Linked DNA regions of Sus scrofa: region 2 is linked to region 1. The links are chromatin contacts, called in public HiChIP or PLAC-seq maps. All regions are on one chromosome and are shown on one strand. Each heading gives the region's core, a stretch centred on a gene start, on an enhancer-like site or on the middle of the called end of the contact. The rest is flanking DNA. Distances are from core to core; before and after follow the strand shown.

Region 1 (4,878 bases), core at 429-2,928:
ACGCATACATGTATACATTCTTTTTTCTCACATTATCATAGTCCATCATAAGCGACCATCGTTCCCAGTGCTATACAGCAGGATCTCATTGCTTATCCATTCCAAAGGCAATAGTTTGCATCCATTAACCCCAAATTCCCAGTCCATCCTACTCCCCCCTGCCCCTGCCACCCTTGGCAACCACAAGTCTGTTCTCCATGTCCATGATTTTCTTTTTTGTGGAAGGATTCATTTGTGCCATATATTAGATTCCAGATATAAACCATATCATATGGTGTTTGTCTTTCTCTTTCTGACTTAGCCCCACCTTTATATGAAGGCACCTTGGGGAGTGCCAGGGGCCAGTTGGGGTTTTCCTGAGGCTGGTTTCTACCTAGTTCCTTGAGCTGGCTTGCTTCACGTCCCATTCCCATCTCCATTCCCTTTTCCCCCAACCCAGATCTGCCCCTTTCACTGCCCTGTGTTCATCCCAGTCTTGCCCCCTTTCCCCACCTTGCACACAGCCACCAGAGGGCCTGTGCCCTTCCTACCCTGGCTCTTTAGTGTCTCCAGGAGAAGCCCATTCTTCTTGGAAGAGCACACTGGGAATTGTGTTACCGCTGCTCCTTTGCACAGACCCTGCTTATAGCCAGACTTGCAATTCCTGGACACACTGGATTCTCTCTCCTGCCTATGTGCCTTTGTACCTGCCAGCCCTTTAACCAGATTTTAGTTCTCCAGCTTTTAATTCAAGTGTTGCCTATTCCTCTGTGAATTTTCTGTGTATGTCCAGGCAAAATTCGGTATTTTGTCTCTCCTTTCTGCTGTTAGTAATTTGGATGTACTCTTGCTATGCTTTTTTATTACATAATTTTGTAGTCATTTGTTTGAATGTTTATCCCTCTTTTTTGCCCCAAGTTCACCAAGCATTTGCTTGTGCATTTGATTTTAGGTACTTTTAAAGCAGCTATTATTTTAAAATGTAGACTGCTTTTTTGTTCGTTTGTTTGTTTGTTTTAAAGGAAATGTGCCTCTCTGTGCATTTTTACCAGATTGAGCTGAACCCTTAGGTCTCTGTTAAATAAATATATAAAGGTCTGCTTTGTACTACTACTATTACCTAAACCATTGTTGAGTTCTGACTCTCAGTCAGACACTGGGCTAAAGTAAGGGCTTTACATACATTCACTCATTTCCTCCTCCATGGATGTAGAGCGTATTATTACCTCCGCTCTACAGACTAGGAAATTACGGCTTAGAGAGTTGAAGTGACTTGGCAAGGTCCCAGAGACAGTAATTGGTAGACCTGGGGTTCGTCCCAGGCACTATGCTAGATGCTGTAGATAAAACATTCAATAAAATCATTTCTTCCCTCAAGGAGCTTGTGGTCTGGTCGGCGAGGCCATAAGTCAGTGTCAGTCCAGGGTGTGAGTCCAGTAATGAGGGGATTCAGGGTGCAGGGAGGGCAGACTGGGGCTGTGCTCACACCCACCTCTGAGACCCCAGCACCCAGCACTGGGTTAAGTTGTCTCGCCCTGTGACCAGGACTCCACATCTCAAGTCATCTTTTGTTCCCCTTTCTATATCTTACCAGTCCTTCTTCAGCGCCTTCCTCTCCATCCAGTGTAGAGTGCGTGCTGCCCACAGCCCTGGTCCAGGCCCCATTCACATAAACCGCTCCAAGTGCATGAGGTTGTGTGCGAGAGTGGGAAGGTTTCTGGAGTACCAAGAGTCTCGGGAGATTGCCTGTGCTTGGCTCATTTGTCATTGCCTAGGCTTCCTGGAGCATTTCCATCCTCGGAAAAATTTTCTTGGCCTCAGGACAGAACTTCTAAGAACGTGTCCCGGGATTGGGCCCTCTGGCACCGTGTCCCTCTCACCCCAGCAGCTCTGGCCAGCCTCTGCCATGTGCTGGATTCTTGAAGATCAGAGAGCTCTGAGATGTGGCTCCCATTCTCCAGGGGCCCAGGATCCAGTAGCCCAAACCAGGCAAGAGGCAGAAGCCAGTCTATGCCTGAGTCGGATTCCTGGGCCTATGGCAGGGCTGGACTTACAGCCAGGCATTAGCTATGAGGGGAGAAGGTTGCACAGGCAGGGAAGCAGGCTGACCTCATAAATGAGTCAGCTGGGATGGAGCTGGAGTTGGGGTGGACTGTCTATAGTCAGAGTTAGGAGTGCTGGCCCTGGGATCATTACCCACATTTCTTCCTGTTAGAGTAACCTCCCGTGGAAGTTAGTGTCAAACCAGGCAGAGGCTCCATTTTGATCCAAAATTGAAAGAGGTGAACCCAGTACCTAGAGAGGAAAACATTCTAATTTTTCAGGGGCAGAAAGAAAAGGAATAAAAGGAGCAGGGAAAAAATATATATAAGGAGCCCCCTCCTGTGTGTGTTATGCCAGGTTATTATGTAATAACATGTGTGTTAGTTAATTTCACAGCAATCCCTGTGTCTGCATTCATCTGTGGGGAAACTGAGACTGAAGTTGTGCAGCTGGTGAACAGGGAACAGCCTTTGAAGCCAGGTCAGTCCTGAGCTTCACCTCAGCTTGCTGCGTGTTCCCAGGGGACTGAAAAATGGCCCCAGGGGAGACAACTGAGTAAACTTGAAGAACTGCCCAGGAAGCCTTAAACTGGCTAGTATGAAAATGCCAACCAGGGAGCAAAAAGTTGTTCGTGAGCTCTCTGTCAGCATGGGCTGTGTTATACCCAGAGAAAAAAATAGGTTTTCCGCAAAGAGTCGGGTTCTCTTTACTTTCTCTTCCCTGTGCTGGGCATGACTGTTTCTTCCTGGGGTTCTCCAAAGGCTCTGGGTATGATCCTGCAATCTCAGAGAGCCTCTCTCTCACTCTGTCTGTTGGCATCTTGATGAATAACCCCAAGACAATTTAGGCTGGCCTGCCAGAGCCCTCTCTACGAGTGTGTGTGATCTGTCTTGCTGCCAGAGCTCATTTGGGTTTGTTTAATAATTGAAGGCCAACGTTAAACGTTTCACAGTTTGTCCTTCGTGGATGGGAGCGGTTTCCTGTGCGTAAGTGATACGCACTGTCTCCCAAGGACTCTGTTTCCTGAAGTGCAGCTGATTCAGCACGCTCGGATGTGGCCACTGGGTTGCTTAGATTTCATCAAGTCCTCTTTCAAGGGAGATCTCTTGGGTTTCGTCTTTGTAAGCAGGCACGGGAGGCTCCATGGCTGGGGCATGGAGATCTAGTTTACTGGGGATTTGGACGAGGAAAGGTGGGCTGCAGCAGACATGCTCACCCACTTTCAGAGGAGTCCGTGCCTTTTGTCACTTTATCACAAAAAGAGGGGCCACCTCTTTACCCTGCGCTGGTCATTCTAGGCTGGTTCTAATTGCGGTTTCCCCAAGCCACGTGCTCTTTCTTGCTCTCAGGCCTCCCTGCCTTCCTCACCTGTCCCCACACTCTGCTGCCCTCTCTTCCTCTTTGTGGCTCAGTCAGGTCTGGCTCGCCCTGGGGTCTGGGGTGAGGGGTCTTTGTCTGCATGTCCATGGCCTCTTGTGTCCCTCTTTCTTAGCATCCCCTCGGGTAGGAGTTACCTGTTTACTTGCCTTATCCTGATGGACTGAGAGCCTTTGGGGATGTTGGAGTTATGAACAAATGAACAAATTGAGGGAGTTTGTAACGTCTGCTGCTGGAGAAATCACAATGATAATTAAGGAAGAAAATGAACATTTACTGAGGACTTCTGGCCCAGGCACTGGGCTAGGTGCGCCATCTCATTTAATTTTCACAATGGCCTTGGATGGTGGACGTTAGAGGTTACGCGAAGAAGTCAAGCTTCCTGCAGTCTTTCATTGTGATCTTTCCGGTTTGGGACTGACTCATCGTAAATGACCTGCTTTATAATTTAATAATGAGTACCTTTGAAACTTAAAAAAATGCTTTCTTTTAATTTTGCAGTTTCGCAGTTTAGCATTGAGTGCAATAATGTATCAGATGACTGTCAAAATGCAGAACCAACTCTTTTGCTGGAAATAATTACACTTTGCCAGCCTCGTTTATTTTGAGCAGCTCCAGCGTGTTAATGTACTGCGCTGGAAATTGAGCCTGTGATCTATGGATTATGCTAGGGGATCGGAGAGGCGATGAAACCAAAGGCAGAGCCACTGGCTGGGTGGTAAAAAGGGAAATAGAGCACGTCCCTTTGTTAAATACATTCCCCTGAAGATGAGTTTGTAATTCGACAAGTTAGACAGCTGGGAAAATTAAGAGCTGTTTTGCTGGAGAAGTCCTGATTCTTCAGGCTTGCACTTGGGAAATGGAATCGTTGGTTCTCTTGGTGATTGTCTGGTCAAAGTGCTTGTTTCTCAGGCTGTAGACAGTTCAAGGACCTGCGTACTTGGACTTGCCCCAGCCTGGCCAAGTTCATTGTTTTGTGGGCCTGGTTCCTATTGGCTCTAATCTCACATTTCTCAGTGCCGGCTCATTATTGCCTCCCAGCTGGGCCACTGCCCCCTCCAGGTTGGCCTGTCTAAAGCAAGACTCAGCCTAGCAGAGTGGAAGTTGGAACTGGGCAGTTTTATGTCTGAATTCAGGCTCCCACTACTGAGCGAAAGTTGTATGATTTAGGGAGCGTTGCATTATCTCTCTGAGCCTTAGTTTCCTCATCTATAAAATGTATGTAATTCATTGAACTGCTGTTTATCAAGTGCCTGTTATGTGCCAGCTGCTGTTCAAGGCATTTGGGAAATAGACAAAAATCCTTGTCTTGATGGAATTTACATTTTAGTGAGGGAAGACAGATATTACACTGTAGATATAATGATTAAGAAAATTAGATTATATGGTAGAGGGTCATAAGTACAATAAGAAGAAGAAAAATGAGAGAGCAGGGTAAGGAGACTTTAGGAATTTTGAAGGGAAGCTGGGACAAGTATG
Region 2 (4,603 bases), core at 347-2,846, 68 kb after region 1:
CCATTCACACCCCCTGTGTCACCATGTTTACCATATATGGCAGCCTCACTATGGTGACCTTAGAACATTTTACTAACAAACACCTTTCCCCTTTGTGTGCTTTTGTTATGTCCTGTCTGTCTTTGCTGAAATACCCTTTGCTCCCTTGTCCAGCAAGCGAACCCCTATTCTCCTTCTAGTCCAGCTTTAGCTTTGCACCCTCTCTCTGTTCCTGCATATTTCATAAGGGGCATCTAATACCTATGTGTTATGTTAGTCTCTGTGTCTGATTCTTTTTCTGCACATAGCCTGGACAGCTCTCAGAAGTCAGAACTGTGTTACCACCAAATCCTTGGTACTTAACAGAGGGCCTGGCGCTTATGGGCAATGGGTACATGTGGATTGAATTATTTTTCACTTTTTACTTTTCCTTTTTGTTTTTCCGTATTTTCTGCATATTCTATAATGACCCTGCATTACTGAATTAAAAAACAGTACTTCATTCATCCATTTATTTTTAAGGAGGTGACTGGCCTAACTCAAAGGTTCTTAGACCTGGCAGTGCATCAGAATTGTCAGGAGAGGAGTTCCCGTAGTGGCGCAGTGGTTAACGAATCTGACTAGGAACCATGAGGTTGCGGATTTGGTCCCTGCCCTTGCTCAGCGGGTTAACAATCCGGCGTTGCCGTGAGCTGTGGTATAGGTTGCAGACGCGGCTTGGATCCCGCGTTGCTGTGGCTCTGGCATAGGCCGGTGGCTACAGCTCCGATTCGACCCCTAGCCTGGGAACCTCCATATGCCGAGGAGCCCAGGAGATGGAGCGGCCCAAGAAATGGCAAAAAGGCAAAAAAATAAAATAAAATAAAATAAAAAAAAAAAAAGAATTGTCAGGAGAAAGCTTATTAAAATGCAGAGCCCCACATCCCTAGGCTGGATTCCTGAATCCCCATCTCCAGGGCAAGGACCTGACATCAGTACTGTCAACAAACCACCTTGGTTGTTGGGGTGCTTAGCCATATGTGGGACCCCTTGACCGAAGTACCTCTGAGGTGCTTTCAGCTTAGAATCTTTCTACTTCCTTGGAGTGGCCTCCTGTCCTTGCTGTCCCTGCTAGGAGAGGCTTCAGCTTGAGGGCATTGTAGAGCAACAGGTCAGACAATGGAGAATAACTATAATAGCTACATTACTGAGCTCATGTTCTATGCCAAACACAGCTTTTTATCTGTACAATACCTTAAGATTGGTTTCATTAGCTCCATTTTATAGATGAGGAAACTGAGGCAGAGAAGTGTTATGTATCTTACCCAAGGTTAAATAGAAAGAATGCAGCGGAGCTTGTATTTGAACTCAGTTCTCTCAGACTCAAAGCCCAGGAACCAGCACCTCCCTTCCTGCTCCTCCTCTGCTTCCCATGAAAGGTATCCCAGCAGGGCCAGGCGTGGCCCTGCTGTGTGCAGATAAGTGGGTGGGGTGGGGTGCACCCTGGAGCCCCTGCCCTCCTTGCAGACGTGGGGGATGGGCGTGCTTGGGCAGCCATGCGCCGCAGAAGCGGAGGCTCCTGCTCACCAAATGTGCTCTGACACCCACCCACCTGCTTACAGGGTGCAGTGAAGCAGCGGAATTCAATTTGCGGCAGTGACCTAAGAGGGGCTATTTTTAGTAGGAAAGTAGGTCAGAGGCTGCAGCGGTGCTGCCTGAGAAAGGAGCAGCCTCCCCTCTCACCGGGAGGCTTGTTCACTTCTTTTCACGCAGCCAGCGTGGAGGTGCGGGAGGCAGACCCGACATCCTCACAGGACCGCAGTAATCGTCACTGTGGAGCCACTTGGGAGGGGAGGGGGAAACACACACACTCACACACGTCAAAGACACAGAGGTTCTTGTCTGGGCTTTCCTAGGGTCCTGGCCCCAGTCTTCCTCCAGAGATTAGAATCCCTTCAGGGAACATTTTGAACACAGTAGGAGGCTCCTGTATTGTGCACCTGTCATGTACCAGCTCCTCTTCTGGGTCTGATATGCGTTATCTCATTTACTCTTTGCAAATACCTCTGCACAGTAGGTATTATTATCTCCATTTTGCAGATGTGGAAACTGAGTCACAGAGAAATCGAGACTTAAGGTCACATAGCTCATGGGCAGTGAAGCTGGATTTTGAATCCTTGTGACCAGATAACCAGTCCATCAACCCATGCCGGAGACGATGGTTTCAGTTATCACTCTACTTCTGCCCTGTTTTGTTTAGTACTTCAGTGAGAGCAGTACTGAGGTGGCTTTCTCCAGCTGGACTTATCTGAGTCAGACAACCTACTCCTTCCAGGACAGGAAAGGGCACCCAGGACACAGACCTCTTCCCCGAAGAGGAGAAAGTACATTCTACATACTGCTGCCCGGTTGGTGAAGCTAGTAGTTGCCAAAGACAAACCACCCTCCTGACTTCCCTGGGCCTGGAGTGTCGCAAGATGCTCTGTCCCACTTGCTCTGCTACATATTAATTGCAGATCTGTGGCAAATTGCGGGGCACTCGTTGGCGATGCACAGGCGGACATGAGCTTGTTAACAGAATGCAGTAATTGACACATCGTGATTCATTATGCACAGCACCGAGGGCTCTAGCAGAAGCCCACTCTGCGGCCAACCGCCGCTGGCACCACCAGCCTTGAGAATTTGTTCCTGGCTCTGTGCTGGCTCTCCAGCTGGAGAGCGCCATCCCTTCAGGGCCAGCAGCAGTCTGAGCCTTCTGCCTCGTCCTGCTCCCTCCCTGCAGGCAAGGAGTGAGGATATTTCTCTGCCCCCGGGCCGCGTGAGCTTGGAGAGAGGTTATTTGTTCACTCATTTGTTCAACAAATATGTTTGAAAATGTGCCAGGGATGTCACAGAGAACAAGACAGATGGTTCCTGCCCTCACAGAACTTCCAGTCCCCTCTCTGGGCCTTTGTTTTCTTCTCATCACATGGGTAGGGAAGAAGGAACTGGATTGGTCAGTCTCTTCTAGGTCTAAGATTTCAGAATCTGTGATTCTGGATTATAAACACTTATTATTGGAGTTCCCTGGTGACTTAGTGGTTGAGGATCCAGCATTGTCACTGCTGTGGCATGGGTTTGATCCTGGCCTGGGAACTTCCGCATGCTGTGCAGGCAGCTAAAAAAATAAGAATAAAAATAAAAATAAGCAAACATTTATTATTGAGTCATAGTGTCAGTCTTAGTCATTTATATCCACAGGGAAAAAAAATAAAAATTGAGCATTTCAGAATTGGGTGGGAACCACGGACACAAGCAAATTCAAGTTTTTCACTTACAATGAGAAAAACGAGGCTAAAAGAAGGGTGTGACTTGCCCAGTTTATCAGTGGCAGAGCCAGGCTTGAGTGGCCGGGACCAGCTGAGCCCAAGCCTCACCTCCAGCCTTCCTGAGGCTGCCTCCTCGCCCAGCCCTGCTGGTGGGTCCCTCCTTGGGGCCCTGTCTGCATTCAGCTGCTCTGTCACTGAGCTCCCCAGAGTCTCTCCTGCCTATGTGTCTAACCCCTGCCATGGTTTCCCTCATCAGCCTCAAAGCCTGCAGCCTGCAAGTGGACCAGAAGGATGAGCCTGCCTCAGAGGTGACTCATCCGATGGGCTGATCCTCCAAAGATGGATAGAACTGGAATTCCTTATCATGCCAAGACCACCACAAAGGTAGCCATGAAGGAGTGGAAGCAGTGCAGGTAGAGTTTGCTCTGAGTTTCCAAAGAAGCAGATATAGGCAAACCACAGGGAACCTGAAGAGAAAGGGGAGCCAGTAGAGGAATATTAATCTCCTATCGGTAGTGATAGATATTTTGTACATTTTCAAAAAAGAACACTATTTTAAACCAAAAGCAAAATTAAGATCTTCAGAATTCCCATTGTGGTTCAGCGGTTAACGAATCTGACTAGCATCCATGAGGTTTGATCCCTGGCCTCGCTCAGTGGGTTAAGGATCTGGCATTGCCATGAACTGTGGTGTAGGTCTCAGATTTGGCTCAGATCCTGCATTGCTGTGGCTGTGGTATAGGCTGGCTGCTCCAATTTGACCCCTAGTCTGGGAACCTCCATATGCTGCGGGTGCTGCCCAAAAAAGCAGAAAAAAAAAAAAAATTAAGATCTTCATCAAGCCGTCTGCATCCATATATTTAACGAAGGTTTTTTTCCCCACCAATGAAGCAAATACTGTATCGTCCACTTCTTATGGTGCCAGAGGACACTGTGGCCTGCCCTGGGGTCTTGTCTGGGCCAGTGAGCAGTTGCTCCGTGAGCTCACAGTAGACTCCCCTCAAGTCTCTCCGACCCTCTGCCGTTTGCCTGAGTCCTACATTTAGCCCATGGAAAGAATCTCAAGCTGGGAAGAACAGAGGGTCTTTCTCGTGTTCTAGAGAGGCAAGGGGATTGAGCTCACCTCAGAGAAGTCAGCAGTGGGAGGCTCAACATTTTTTCAGTGACCAGAGCACTGCTGTAGGTGGAGGAAGATGCTGCAGGTATTTTAGCCAACTCCTAAAGTGTCTGTCTGTCTGTGGCTTTTCCCTTCTTTCCGTCACAGTCTGGGAACCAATACCTTGATGCACTTGATTAATAAAGTTGTTTGCCCTGTAATGATCCCCTTGAATGGAGGT

Evidence for each region. HiChIP or PLAC-seq counts read pairs in DNA pulled down with a chosen protein or histone mark.
Region 2: an H3K27ac HiChIP or PLAC-seq map of skeletal muscle shows a contact between it and region 1. The contact joins two enhancer-like sites. A contact is called at or near these places in 2 of 47 Hi-C or Micro-C datasets (brain and embryonic fibroblasts) and 1 of 2 datasets of contacts at active chromatin or transcription factors (skeletal muscle).

What each region holds. Positions count from the first base shown.
Region 1 is chr2:41,217,158-41,222,035 of Sscrofa11.1, forward strand. All of the region lies in intron 9 of SERGEF (secretion-regulating guanine nucleotide exchange factor), which reads left to right. Among named protein-coding and RNA genes, the nearest start is that of SERGEF, 110 kb to the left of the region's middle. Within about 2 kb of position 1,679, at least 12 of the 83 cell types and tissues checked have an H3K27ac peak or open chromatin away from gene starts, as enhancers often do. A contact at or near this core is called in skeletal muscle, where this site is marked.
Region 2 is chr2:41,285,580-41,290,182 of Sscrofa11.1, forward strand. All of the region lies in intron 10 of SERGEF (secretion-regulating guanine nucleotide exchange factor), which reads left to right. Among named protein-coding and RNA genes, the nearest start is that of KCNC1, 120 kb to the right of the region's middle. Within about 2 kb of position 1,597, at least 8 of the 83 cell types and tissues checked have an H3K27ac peak or open chromatin away from gene starts, as enhancers often do. A contact at or near this core is called in skeletal muscle, where this site is marked.